4 separate regions of the Mus musculus genome follow, and all the other regions are linked to region 3. The links are chromatin contacts, called in public Hi-C and HiChIP or PLAC-seq maps. All regions are on one chromosome and are shown on one strand. Each heading gives the region's core, a stretch centred on a gene start, on an enhancer-like site or on the middle of the called end of the contact. The rest is flanking DNA. Distances are from core to core; before and after follow the strand shown. Region 1 overlaps Plxdc2 (plexin domain containing 2). Region 2 overlaps Malrd1 (MAM and LDL receptor class A domain containing 1). Region 3 holds the start of Plxdc2 (plexin domain containing 2). Region 4 overlaps Malrd1 (MAM and LDL receptor class A domain containing 1).

Region 1 (2,700 bases), core at 154-2,653, 250 kb after region 3:
GTACCTTGCATTGCTTTGGCCTCAGTGAACATTCAGCGTTTCGAAGAAACTCTATTCCCTATCATCTACAAAGAGTTTCAAATTGCTCTCCTCTGACCAGCATGCTCCTCTATGTTGCTATTCAGTTTTCTGCTAACTCCCAAGCAACCCTTAACTCTTGATTTGCTGCTTTAGATGATATTCTTCATAAAATAGGTTAAAGTTCATGTTTATTCCACAGGTTTTTCACTATGTGCTATAACACCCCATAAATATATTGCTTTGTATTATATAAGACACATTATTTATATAAAATGTCTATATAATACATACTACATACTCTGTGGAATATACCATATATATGTTAAGCGTTTTAATGTTGAGATTGATGAAGGGAAAGTGTTTGGATTTATAGCAATGTGTGGGAGTAAAATGACTTGACAAAGATACAAAGGCAGGAATAAGCACCTGTCAGAGAGCATCTAAATTGCTTTGTCCTAAATTGTAGTCTTTCAGCATGAGACTTGCCTCTATGACACATTGTGAGGAAAATGGGTATATTCACTGGTCTCTCCTTCCCCCACAGTTGCAGGAGTGAAAAACAACTTCCCTCACAGGCTGATACATTAAATGACACTTCCTGGGATACCTTGAAACAAAAAACAGACTAGAGCAGTCTTTCTTATCTGGGACATCCTAGCCTCATATCTACATATCTTAGCTCCAAGACACTGGATTATTTTGTTTGGGAAACTATCCTTCTGTGAGTATGTGTGTGTGTGTTTGTGATGATTACAGTAAATAACTGTCCACTTAGAAGTTGTCTTTATGATCTCTCCTCTCTCTCTCTCTCTCTCTCTCTCTCTCTCTCTCTCTCTCTCTCTCTCTCTCTCTCACACACATACACACACACACACACACACACACACACACACACACACACCAAGCACCAATAAGATTAGAACATGATTGTTAAGGTATTAAATCCCCCAAGTAAGAAAGGATCTTCACTTGTCAATACTGTTTCTAAACTAAGTGCTTGCCCATTTAGAGGACAGAATAACCCTCTCTGCCTTTGTATTGTTGTATCCAACACCCAACTCAGCACACTTAAGTACAGATCATTGCTAGATGAAATAAAATGTAGCTCTCTTTGAATCGTTTATGCAATCCAGACAGAGTCAATTTTTTCTCCTCTTGGAATGAATATGTCTAGCAAGAGAAAAAAAGAAAACAGACAGGATCATATGTGTGAGTATAATAATATCCTGAGTGCCAGAAGGAAGCTGAAAGTTGATGTGAAGGTTGGAAAGAATGTAAGACATCTGCCTGGCAGCGATGAGGAACACTCACACAAGAATACTAAACTAGAGACCAGGTGCAGATTTTGACAGTCACAGTTATTCAGGAGAAGCTTCTGCAGGAAACAGAGGCTGAACTTAGAGCTTGAAGAATGCCAAAGGAATGTCATGGCCAGTAGACTCCCAGTCTTTGCCTATCTGGGGACAGATAGAAATAGATTAATTCACCCTGGTCAAAGGAGGCAGAGAATGGCAGGCATTCTTTTTAGAACTTTCACCATAATTTACTGTGAGATTTTTTTTTCCCACAAGCAGTGTTAGTGAATGTCCTGATCAGAAATGTCCTTTTACTCGTGTGTTTGCTCTGTGGCTTTGCCCATGCTGCAGGTTCTTCCAGTTTGAAGCTCAGCTTTCCTCCCTGCGGCTCCTCTTTCCCAGACTATTCTTTCTTTCTGTGAAGTCTGCAGATTTTTCTTCCTGAGTTCTCACTCATGCATCCCCAGAGCTGCCCTCAGCTTTCTGGCAACTTTCCTGGTTTTGCACCCAGACACAGTGCTCCCAGCCTCTTACTGAGCTCCTACAGACCCCTGGGGTAACTGACCTGGAGAATTTGCAGACTCAGCACCTCATCTTCTCTATCCTAAACCTTTCTTCCTGTTCTGTGGTTCTTTTCATTTTGTCCTGAGCTCTGCAGGATTCACAGTTAGATATTTTCTGTTTGTTTGTCTTTTCCCTTCAATCAACATTATACCGTTTTGCTTTTTGTCTCCTTTTCTTTCCTCCATTTCTCCCTCCCTCCCTTTCCATCTGCAATATTTGTTCCCCGGTCCTTTCACACTTAGGCTATCTCTTTTCCTCCAGCTTCCAGCTACATTCCTCTGCTCCAAGCTCAGTCCCTCATCAGAATAACCATGTCATCAGAATTGTAGCAAATTAAACTGAAACAATGTTTCCCACTTTTCCTTAGCATTGCTGCATGAGAAAAGTTAGAAAAGATTTATGGAAAAGCATTAAGTGCCATACAGAGAACTCGATAGCTGACATAGCAGTGGGAGAAACATCTAAGGCTCTGGAAGGATTTCCATTTTGATGTGAGTGGACTTTGAAAATTAAACCATTAATACAGAAGAAGGTCCCTCTGAAGAACCTTAAAATCTTCATATTAACTAGCTTTCACAAAAGCATATTTCTTTCAATACTGGTGATAAATTCTTCATGTAACTTAAATAACAAATCCATGACTTCATTTATTTAAAACTAGTCATTTAGGGCTGGAATGTAGCTTACTATTAGAATGTCTGTCATGCATGAGGGCTGAGTTGGATCCTCCACAGGACAAATTTTATGAAAGAATTTAAAATAAATACTTATCCCACTTACATGAGCCATGGATGTTGAGATTCCTTAAGATGTATAGCAT
Region 2 (2,700 bases), core at 171-2,670, 190 kb before region 3:
TTTGCGTGTTCATGTGCAAATGTATGTGCATGTGTGTATACACAAATGGTGACCTAATTTTAAAAAATAAAATTTGCCTTGAATGAACTAAATTGCTAACCATATGTTCTATCAAATGATGATCAAAACCTGATATTCTTTTCTACTTCATCGTTTAATGTGAAATATATATTTATACACTGGTGGAAAACATATATTCACTGTGCAAAATTGTGAACCAAAGTCCCATATTGATGCTTTGCCTATTTATTTTTATAAATTAATCTTATTTTATATCAAGCATTTCAGAAACACAAAAAGAAATAGAAGATACCATACATTTTTTGTTAGGCTACTAGATACTAGACTTGACATCTGCTATGGATAAGAAACAAAACTGGTCTATCCTAGGGCTTCTTAATGAACGTAAATACAGAAGTCAAAAGGAAGCATTACTGAACATAGATGTCACTGATTACCCGGTAAAATGACCAAGTCAAAAAAAAAAAGGTTTGCCCTGTATCAGTGACAATCCTGGATACATGTTTACCTAATCCAGAGACACACTCAATCTGGGGATCTTGATGGCCTGTTACAATCTCAATCCCATTACCAAACTTCTAGGTTAGACTGGCTAAAGCTCTCTTCTCTTTCTAAAATAAGTAAAAGTGCAAGCGGAGCCACCTGTGGCTGATTCAGAGCGTTGGCATGCAGTTCTGGGAGGAGCTGCAGTGCTCCAACCAAGTTTGAGGTCACTTTCTGGAGAAGAAGTCTAGGAATCCCATGACTGACACAAGAATTCAGGAGAGAGGCCAAAGCTTAAATCCTAATTAGTTAACAAAGGGAATGCCAAAGTTTCATAAGGTACAAGTTTAAACAGAGGCTGTAGAGTCACATGTTAAAGGCTGATTAATTTTTTGTTATTGGTTTCCCTCCACAGGTTATGAAATTATATTGTCAATTAAAGGCACAGGACAAAATAAATGTGCATGAGGGCAAATGTAGAGTAGAGATAAAAATGGGCAGGAACATTTTGGGCAGATGGCTAGCAGTGCAATGCCAATGAAATGCTGTTTAAAAGAGTAGCAGAAGATTAATTTCTAAAATGAAATTTTAGATGTTAATAATTAGTTCATGGAGTTGATGGGCAAGAATTAAATGTCAAAGTAGCATAAACCTTTTTTACTACAGGAAAAATGGTGGTGGTAGAAGCAGGAGCTGGTCTGTGTGGATGGTGTTGATTTTAAGAGAGACCTACTATCCTATTAAACTCTCCAGCAAGTATGTTTCCAGCCACTCCCAGGATCTACCAAACAGTCGTTCACTAAAGCATGGCTTTGTTTTTAATTATCATGGTGTATTTTTTAGCCTTTGCTCTTGGATTCCAAAGAGGTTACCACCCACAGATTGTTTGTGGAAACTATTTGTCAGGAGTTCTGGTGTAGGAAGCTCAGACTCAAACCATTAGAGGCATGTCAGCAAACAACCTGACTGCTTCCTTCTTGCCCTGTGGGTGACCAGAGAAATAGCAAGATTCATCTGTTATTGTTTTCTTTCTTTCTTTTGGTCTTATTCATTTAATTTGAAGCATCATGAATGTTCAGCTTTCTAAAAGCTTCATTTAGGAGGAGTGGGGATAGAAAAACAGACAGAAGCAGAAGTGTAAGAAGTTCATATATGCAAGCACATAAGAAAGTAAAGAATAAGCAGTATATTTTTCTACATTAAAATGTTACACAGTGAAGAAAAATCGGTCTTGATATTGTGACTTTATTTCACAAGTGATAACTGTCACAACCTCAGGGAAGATAAAACTATATGCACATAATAGAACCTGGTATCTGCATTTGTCTCTGGAGATTGTGAGATGAACATGCATATGTATAGCTATGGATATATGTATAGGTACTCATGTACGTATATATGATATGGATTTGAACATATACAGTTTTTCAGAGCACTGATAGTATTCACAGAGATTACACCCACCTCAAAGCAGTGTAGGTTAAACTGAGACAATTAGCTTTCATCTGTCTTCCCTCCATTTGCTCTCAGTTATTCTGCATGTCTAAAAAGCCCTCTAGGGTGTTTCTCAATTGGATTCTGTTTCCAGTATTTCCCACATAGGAATCACATAACAGGTACTAAAGCCCATTCTCCTTACACTCCTTCTAAATGTTTGAGTTTTTTCTAAAAAAAAAAAAAAAAAAAAAGCATAAGCATCAAGATCCCACTACAACATTCTGCCTGTTGGAAGGATACCTTTCATCCTGGCCACATTCTGAATCAGACATTTGATGGAATATCCAAACAGTGCACTATTTTAGAAAATGAGATGTAAATAGTATCTAATTCTAATTCCTATATCTCCGGGCCATTGTTACACTGTATATAAACCTAGTTGGTATATGTCTGGGCCATTGTTACACTGTATATAAACCTAGTTGGTACATGTCTGGGCCATTGTTACACTGTATATAAACCTAGTTGGTATATGTCTGGGTCATTTTTACATTGTGTCTAACGTGTTAGTTTCACTGTGTTTTTTTGAACTTATCCTGCTTCCTCTTTTTTCTAGAAATAACTATATCTGTAATATTACACAGAAAAAGAAAGGAAGTATGGACATTACATATTTTGTTTTCTACACGAAAGTGTAAAGACAAAGGAATTTTTAGAATAATAAAGTGCAGAGATCTATATTTGAAAAAAAAGAAATTC
Region 3 (2,700 bases), core at 39-2,538:
AATTTTGCAGTAATCTTGGCCCACTTCCAGTGGGTTTTGCTAGATGTTGAGATGGATTCAAAGCATACATGCATGCATTCTTCAAAGCATGGCAAGGCCAAGACAGTAACAAGCTACAGCATCGGCTGAACCCAGAACACTTTCGAATGTGTTTAAATTAGCTCTCCCTTTGTCTTCAAGAAAGAGCATTTCTCTTCAGGCTAGCAGATGATTTAAAAAATTAAGTTCACTTGGCTAATCCTCCTTTCTAGGACCTTCTATGAACTTCAGTATAAAATCTTCCTGATTTGATGCCTGGAGACCTGAGGCTTAAAGCTTAAATAAATTGCTCCTTGTGGAAAAAAAATTGAAGTACTAGCCCAGGCAGTGCTCCAGAACATGTATTTTTCACCAAGGATGCATTGTCTCTTTGCTTTCTATTTAGCCCCATTAAAAGATGGCTAAGTGTATGCAAATTAAATTAAATTAAATGTAAGCGGATAAGGGGCCTGGAAAGGGTTAATGCTGAAGCAGACCCTCAAGCTGAAAAAACAAAAACAAACTAGCAAGCAAAAACCCTTTAAACCCCCTATAGGAAATTCAATGGGCTTCCTGTTTCTTTAAACTCTCCCTTTCCCTCCTTCTGACACTTTACCAAACCGCGGTGGCGGCCTCAGGACCCTGCAGCCCAGAGCCACCTCCACCTCCCTCTGTGCGGGTCTGGGGTAGGAGGGGCTTTTGATGGGATGGGGGCTGGGAGTTGGGGGATGTCAGTAACCCTAGCGACTCAGGTTTGCTCCCCCGCCACCCAACGGTTGCCAGACCAGCCCTCAGTGAGGGATGAAATACTATTAACCCTTTAGTGCCCAGGCGGAAATCAGAAGATAGTGGGCGCTCCCTGGGGGGCCTCATCCCTCTCTACCCGCAGGCTGACACCCAAAAGCCACGGAAGCCTGGAGGGTGCAGGCGGCATCGGTTCCTCTGCAAAGGTCATGAACCGGGTGGGCGGATGGCGTCCGGGAGACTAGAATCTGCCACCGCCCCACTCGCACCAGTCCTCGGGTGTTTGGGGCCGCAATGGTCCTCTGGCTTTCCCCAGCCAGTCTTCTCGGGCTTCATCTGTGGGAGACTTTTCTGGCGCCCCCTCTCCCCCGAGAAAAGCTCAGCCAATGGACAGGTTGGTGCTGGCTGCGGGTTTTGGGAGGAAGGTGGGAGAAGCCTGGAGGAGAGAAGGGGAGGGAGGAGGGCGGAGGGAAGAGAGGAGGGTTCAGCGGTAGATCTAGCAAATGGCAAGCCGCCTTCCCTCCCCAAAGTGTAGAGCTGGAGCGCGGGGGAGCGCGGCGGCGCCTCCGCCACCAAACTCCTGGGGCTCCGCGGCGTTCGGAGCCACCTCCTGCCTAGCCCGGAGGGGCTCTCTTACCAGGCTGCAACCTCACTTTCCCGTTTTTCTTTTTCTTTAAAAAACACCCCCACCTCTCTTCTGCTCACAGCAGCTGGTGCATTCCCGGCTCTACTCTCCGGAGCTGCCCATCCCTCCGGCTGCGGGCGAGGACGCGCGCTCAGCCTTGGGCGAAGCAAAGAAGAAAAACTTGTCAGAGGGGTTTCTCCAGCCTCCACTAACCTCCTTCTCTCGGGAACACCAACCACCCGCCGGGGCCAGACCTAAGTCTGGGAAAGTTCCTCCGGTGCTCAGCGCCCTCTTGAATCTGGAACAGCACCGGCGCAGCCAGTGGAATTAGATCTGTTTTGAACCCAGTGGAGCGCGTCGCGGGCGCTCGGAAGTCACCGTCTGTGGGCGCCCGGGTGGCGCTGCCTGAGAGGACCCGGGAGTTTGCCGACCCTACTGCAAGTGACCTTTCCTCCCCTCACTTGGTTGATTGTGTCTCAGTTGGGGGCTGCGAGGGTGACAAGTTGCAGTGAGAGCTCCCGAAGTTCGGAGAGGGTTCAGCTGTCTCTCCTTCACTTCTGTTACCCGGAGTGAAATCCTAGCGAAACTGTCAGAGGCCTCCGGATCCCACCCAAGACTCACCAGCAGAGCTCGGCCGTGTCGCCCCATCCCCAGGGATAACCCCGGAGCCCAGGGTCTCAAGAAAAAATTCGTTGGGCAGGGGAGAGAGGTCGCGGCAGCGGCATGGCAAGGTTCCGGAGGGCCGACCTGGCCGCAGCAGGAGTTATGTTACTTTGTCACTTTTTAACAGACCGGTTCCAGTTCGCCCACGGGGAGCCTGGACACCATACCAATGGTAAGAAGTACTTTTCTCAATTGTTTTTGTGTGTGGCTGAAGATCCTTCCGGTGTCTTCGAACCTCCATCCTCATCTCACACCCACCCAAAGTATCTGCCCTTGGGAAACTTATCCTAGTTGTTTTTCTGGGAAACTTGAGTTTCTCGAATGGGGAAAGAGGTTTGCTTGATCAAAAGGTGTGGGAAACCAGGACTTCCCTGAAGCTATGATGCTTACTCCACCTGGGCGCCAGGGGGTGGTCCTGCCTAACCCCAAGTAGCCCAAAGAGGTCGGGGTGTGAGAGAGCCTGCTGCTGCGGATACCTCTCTGAATCTTGGTTACATCAGGTTGTTTCCCCTCTGGATTCTCATCCCTTGGAGCTCAGAGGCTCTTCCCTGTGCGCCGCGGAAGGGATGGATGGATGAACAATCTGATGACAGTCAGGGATGGCAGGTCGCCCCGTGCCAAGGGAAAACGCCTTGTGTCTGCACATCCCT
Region 4 (2,700 bases), core at 110-2,609, 150 kb before region 3:
ACATATATCTGGAGAACAGAAACTCAGTTGAGATCTGTTTCCATACCAAAGTGGCAGGGGCTTTTAGTCAGGCCCAAGGGCAGGAATGCAATGGGGCTGAAGGACATTAACAGATTGTGAGGTGAAAGTTAATGACACACTATGACTGCAATTAAATTGAAGGGACAAATAGAGTCATTTGTCATTTTTCTCAGAAGTGTGTTATGTATGACTGTGGGGGAGCAGATGTGTGTATGTCCATGTGTCTACAGAGTGTGTAAGTGCATGTGTGCATGTACTCAAATATGGAGGCGTGAATGTGTATGCCACAGATCAACCACAGGTATTGTTGCATGTTGCACAAGATCCTTGGTTACGACACAGAGCTTCTCATTAGCCCCGGGAATTCACAGTCTTCTCATCACCAATATTTTTCATTGGATATTTTCTGTACTTACATTTCAAATATTATCCCATTTCCCTGTCTTCCACCCAGAAACCTCCTATCCTATCCCTGCTTCTATGAGGGTGTTCCAACACCACCCACCCACTCCTACCTCCCTGCCCTGTCATTTCCCTACAATGGGGCATTGATCATTCATAGGAACAAGGGCCTCTCCTCACATTGATGCCCAACAAGGCCATTCTCTGCTACATATGCAGCTGGAGCCATGGGTAACCACCTGGGGATCCAGCCCATATACAGTCATCAAATCCCGATACTATTGTGAATGCCAAAAAGAGCTCGCTGTTATGAGCCTGATATGGCTGTCTCCTGAGAGGCTCTTCCAGAGCCTGACAAATACAGAGGCAGATGCTCATAGGCATCCATTGAACTCCATGAGCTCCCCAGTGGAGGAGTTAGAGGTAGGACTGAAGGCACTGAAGGGGTTTGCAACCCCATAGGAAGAACAACAATATCAACCAAACAGACCCCCCAGAGCTCCCAGGGACTAAACCACCAACCAAAAGATCACCAGTATTTTAAAGCATAGAGCTCATTTTATTTTTTTCATGGTGAGCTTGACATTTTAAATAAGTCAAAGATTCATTTTTAATCATACTTATTGGAAATCACACAAATACACATATTCTCAATTTTTCAGAAGGCATGGCAGAGTTTGGACGATATCTCAATGCTGTATGCATTGTCTTTAAATTTAAGTATTCATATAACAATATCTTTAGGAAGTAACCCTGCCTCTGAACTCCTTTCTGTTTTCTTCAAATCTATTAGAACAATTACAAATAAGTTAACCTTGATTCTATTGCTTGAGATCACAATTCAGTTCATTTAAACAGCCAAGGCATACCTTCTTCCTATTACATTAGTGCGTAAACACAAGCTCAGTAAGTGTGTGGCTGCTCCTTGTTTGCCCTGGCAGTGTGACAAATGAGCTGGGGCGTGTACACAAATGACAAGAAGGACAAGATGAGCTTGTGTTCCAGGTGTGGGAAAGTAATGAATGGGTGTTGCCAAGTACACCCAGAAATGAGTTATTCCACTGACACCTTGATCAGAACCTGCTAATAGCAGAAGACCTGCTGCAATTTAGGAAAGATTAGTGGGTTGGTTGTAGCTAAAAGAATCTAATTATATTTTCTTTCTCCTCTTTGTATAAAAAAAACAGACCCTTATGCATGAATGGAGGATATTTATCTTTTTATTTCAGGTGGGCTCTGCCTAATACTTAGGAATTTTAGGAAACATGCTGAAGCTAATTAGTTATGGGGGAAATTAGTCCAAACAAATTAATCACTGGAATTCACTGTGGAGTTCCTGCATTCTGTGGCTCAGAGATTATGCAATAGTCCCTCCCACTTTCTCTTTTCCTATTACAGTAAATTCATCCATGATGTTAATGTACTTCCTACATCCATTTCTTGATACAGTTCCAGCCCATCAACCAGAAAACACTCAGTTTGAGCAAAAACCTCCAAGTGTCTCCATGTTCTCTGCAGGGTAAATTGCAGTGGGTAGAAATACATTCAAAAGCTAATTATTTTCCTTGCCTGTGTACTTGCTTCCAGAATTTTAAAGGTTATACTGTTTAGGGACACTTTTGTTAGACCTTGAAATCAGATGTGCCAATGACCTTAGTTGTTCTTACATGGTTGCTAAATGCCGCTGGAGGGATTGGAGTCAACACTTTCTGGATTTAGTTAGACCAGGCTGTTAGGATACAGAACAACGTTCAGTGGAAAATAATCATGACCAGGATAAATATGAAAAAGCAAAATACTATATCTGCAAGTGCTTGGAGCAACATGAGACAGTGTACTCTTGGGTGTCTTTTTTGTGTATAATTCTCCCATAAATTCTGTAAGCTCTCATTACAACTTTTCATAAATGAGCCTGAAGTGTCTAGACTTCACAAAACTGTGGAGATAGAGAGCAGTCTATTTTTACCTGGTGTTCTAGACTTCCTTTGTGTCTCCATCTTCCCAGGTGCATACTTGCACTACATTTCAGATGTTCCAGCTATGGTTTGAACAGAAAAATGGACTTAAGACAATCCAGATCAGATTTCTCCTAGTCATTATTTTCTAACACATAAAAATTATAATGCCAATTATAGCTATATCCAACACGCTCCACATTTTAACATGAGAAAGACCAAGGGAAGAAAGCATTTGTGGTCAGCACAGGAGAGTCTGAGAATCCGAAGTGGAACATTTTTCAGCATACTTTACTGAGGAATATAAAATTCAGTTTCTCCA

The links. A called contact is a pair of places that touch in the nucleus more often than the background predicts. HiChIP or PLAC-seq counts read pairs in DNA pulled down with a chosen protein or histone mark.
Region 1: a contact with region 3 is called in an H3K4me3 HiChIP or PLAC-seq map of neural progenitor cells, with 27 read pairs. The contact joins the enhancer-like site here to the promoter of Plxdc2 in region 3. A contact is called at or near these places in 11 of 484 Hi-C or Micro-C datasets (adipose-derived mesenchymal stem cells, bone marrow-derived DN2 thymocytes, cerebral cortex and 6 more), 4 of 115 datasets of contacts at active chromatin or transcription factors (embryonic limb bud, fibro-adipogenic progenitors, kidney and 1 more) and 1 of 9 other capture datasets (adipose tissue).
Region 2: a Hi-C map of epidermal suprabasal cells shows a contact between it and region 3, with 4 times the contacts expected there. The contact joins the enhancer-like site here to the promoter of Plxdc2 in region 3. A contact is called at or near these places in 1 of 39 promoter capture datasets (the C10 cell line), 6 of 484 Hi-C or Micro-C datasets (bone marrow-derived macrophages, cerebral cortex, epidermal suprabasal cells and 3 more), 4 of 115 datasets of contacts at active chromatin or transcription factors (bone marrow-derived dendritic cells, bone marrow-derived macrophages, epiblast stem cells and 1 more) and 1 of 9 other capture datasets (adipose tissue).
Region 4: a contact with region 3 is called in a Hi-C map of epidermal suprabasal cells, with 5 times the contacts expected there. The contact joins the enhancer-like site here to the promoter of Plxdc2 in region 3. A contact is called at or near these places in 2 of 484 Hi-C or Micro-C datasets (epidermal suprabasal cells and macrophages).

What each region holds. Positions count from the first base shown.
Region 1 is chr2:16,606,643-16,609,342 of GRCm38.p6, forward strand. The region is part of intron 4 of Plxdc2 (plexin domain containing 2); the gene reads left to right. Among named protein-coding and RNA genes, the nearest start is that of Plxdc2, 250 kb to the left of the region's middle. Within about 2 kb of position 1,404, at least 32 of the 459 cell types and tissues checked have an H3K27ac peak or open chromatin away from gene starts, as enhancers often do. A contact at or near this core is called in kidney, muscle stem cells, neural progenitor cells and 1 more, where this site is marked.
Region 2 is chr2:16,168,046-16,170,745 of GRCm38.p6, forward strand. The region is part of intron 35 of Malrd1 (MAM and LDL receptor class A domain containing 1); the gene reads left to right. Among named protein-coding and RNA genes, the nearest start is that of Gm37416, 140 kb to the left of the region's middle. Within about 2 kb of position 1,421, at least 20 of the 459 cell types and tissues checked have an H3K27ac peak or open chromatin away from gene starts, as enhancers often do. A contact at or near this core is called in bone marrow-derived dendritic cells, bone marrow-derived macrophages and epidermal suprabasal cells, where this site is marked.
Region 3 is chr2:16,355,016-16,357,715 of GRCm38.p6, forward strand. Plxdc2 (plexin domain containing 2) reads left to right here and starts at 1,289. Exons shown (of 14, transcript NM_026162.6): 1 at 1,289-2,222. The coding sequence starts at 2,111.
Region 4 is chr2:16,208,817-16,211,516 of GRCm38.p6, forward strand. The region is part of intron 35 of Malrd1 (MAM and LDL receptor class A domain containing 1); the gene reads left to right. Among named protein-coding and RNA genes, the nearest start is that of Plxdc2, 150 kb to the right of the region's middle. Within about 2 kb of position 1,360, at least 5 of the 459 cell types and tissues checked have an H3K27ac peak or open chromatin away from gene starts, as enhancers often do. A contact at or near this core is called in epidermal suprabasal cells, where this site is marked.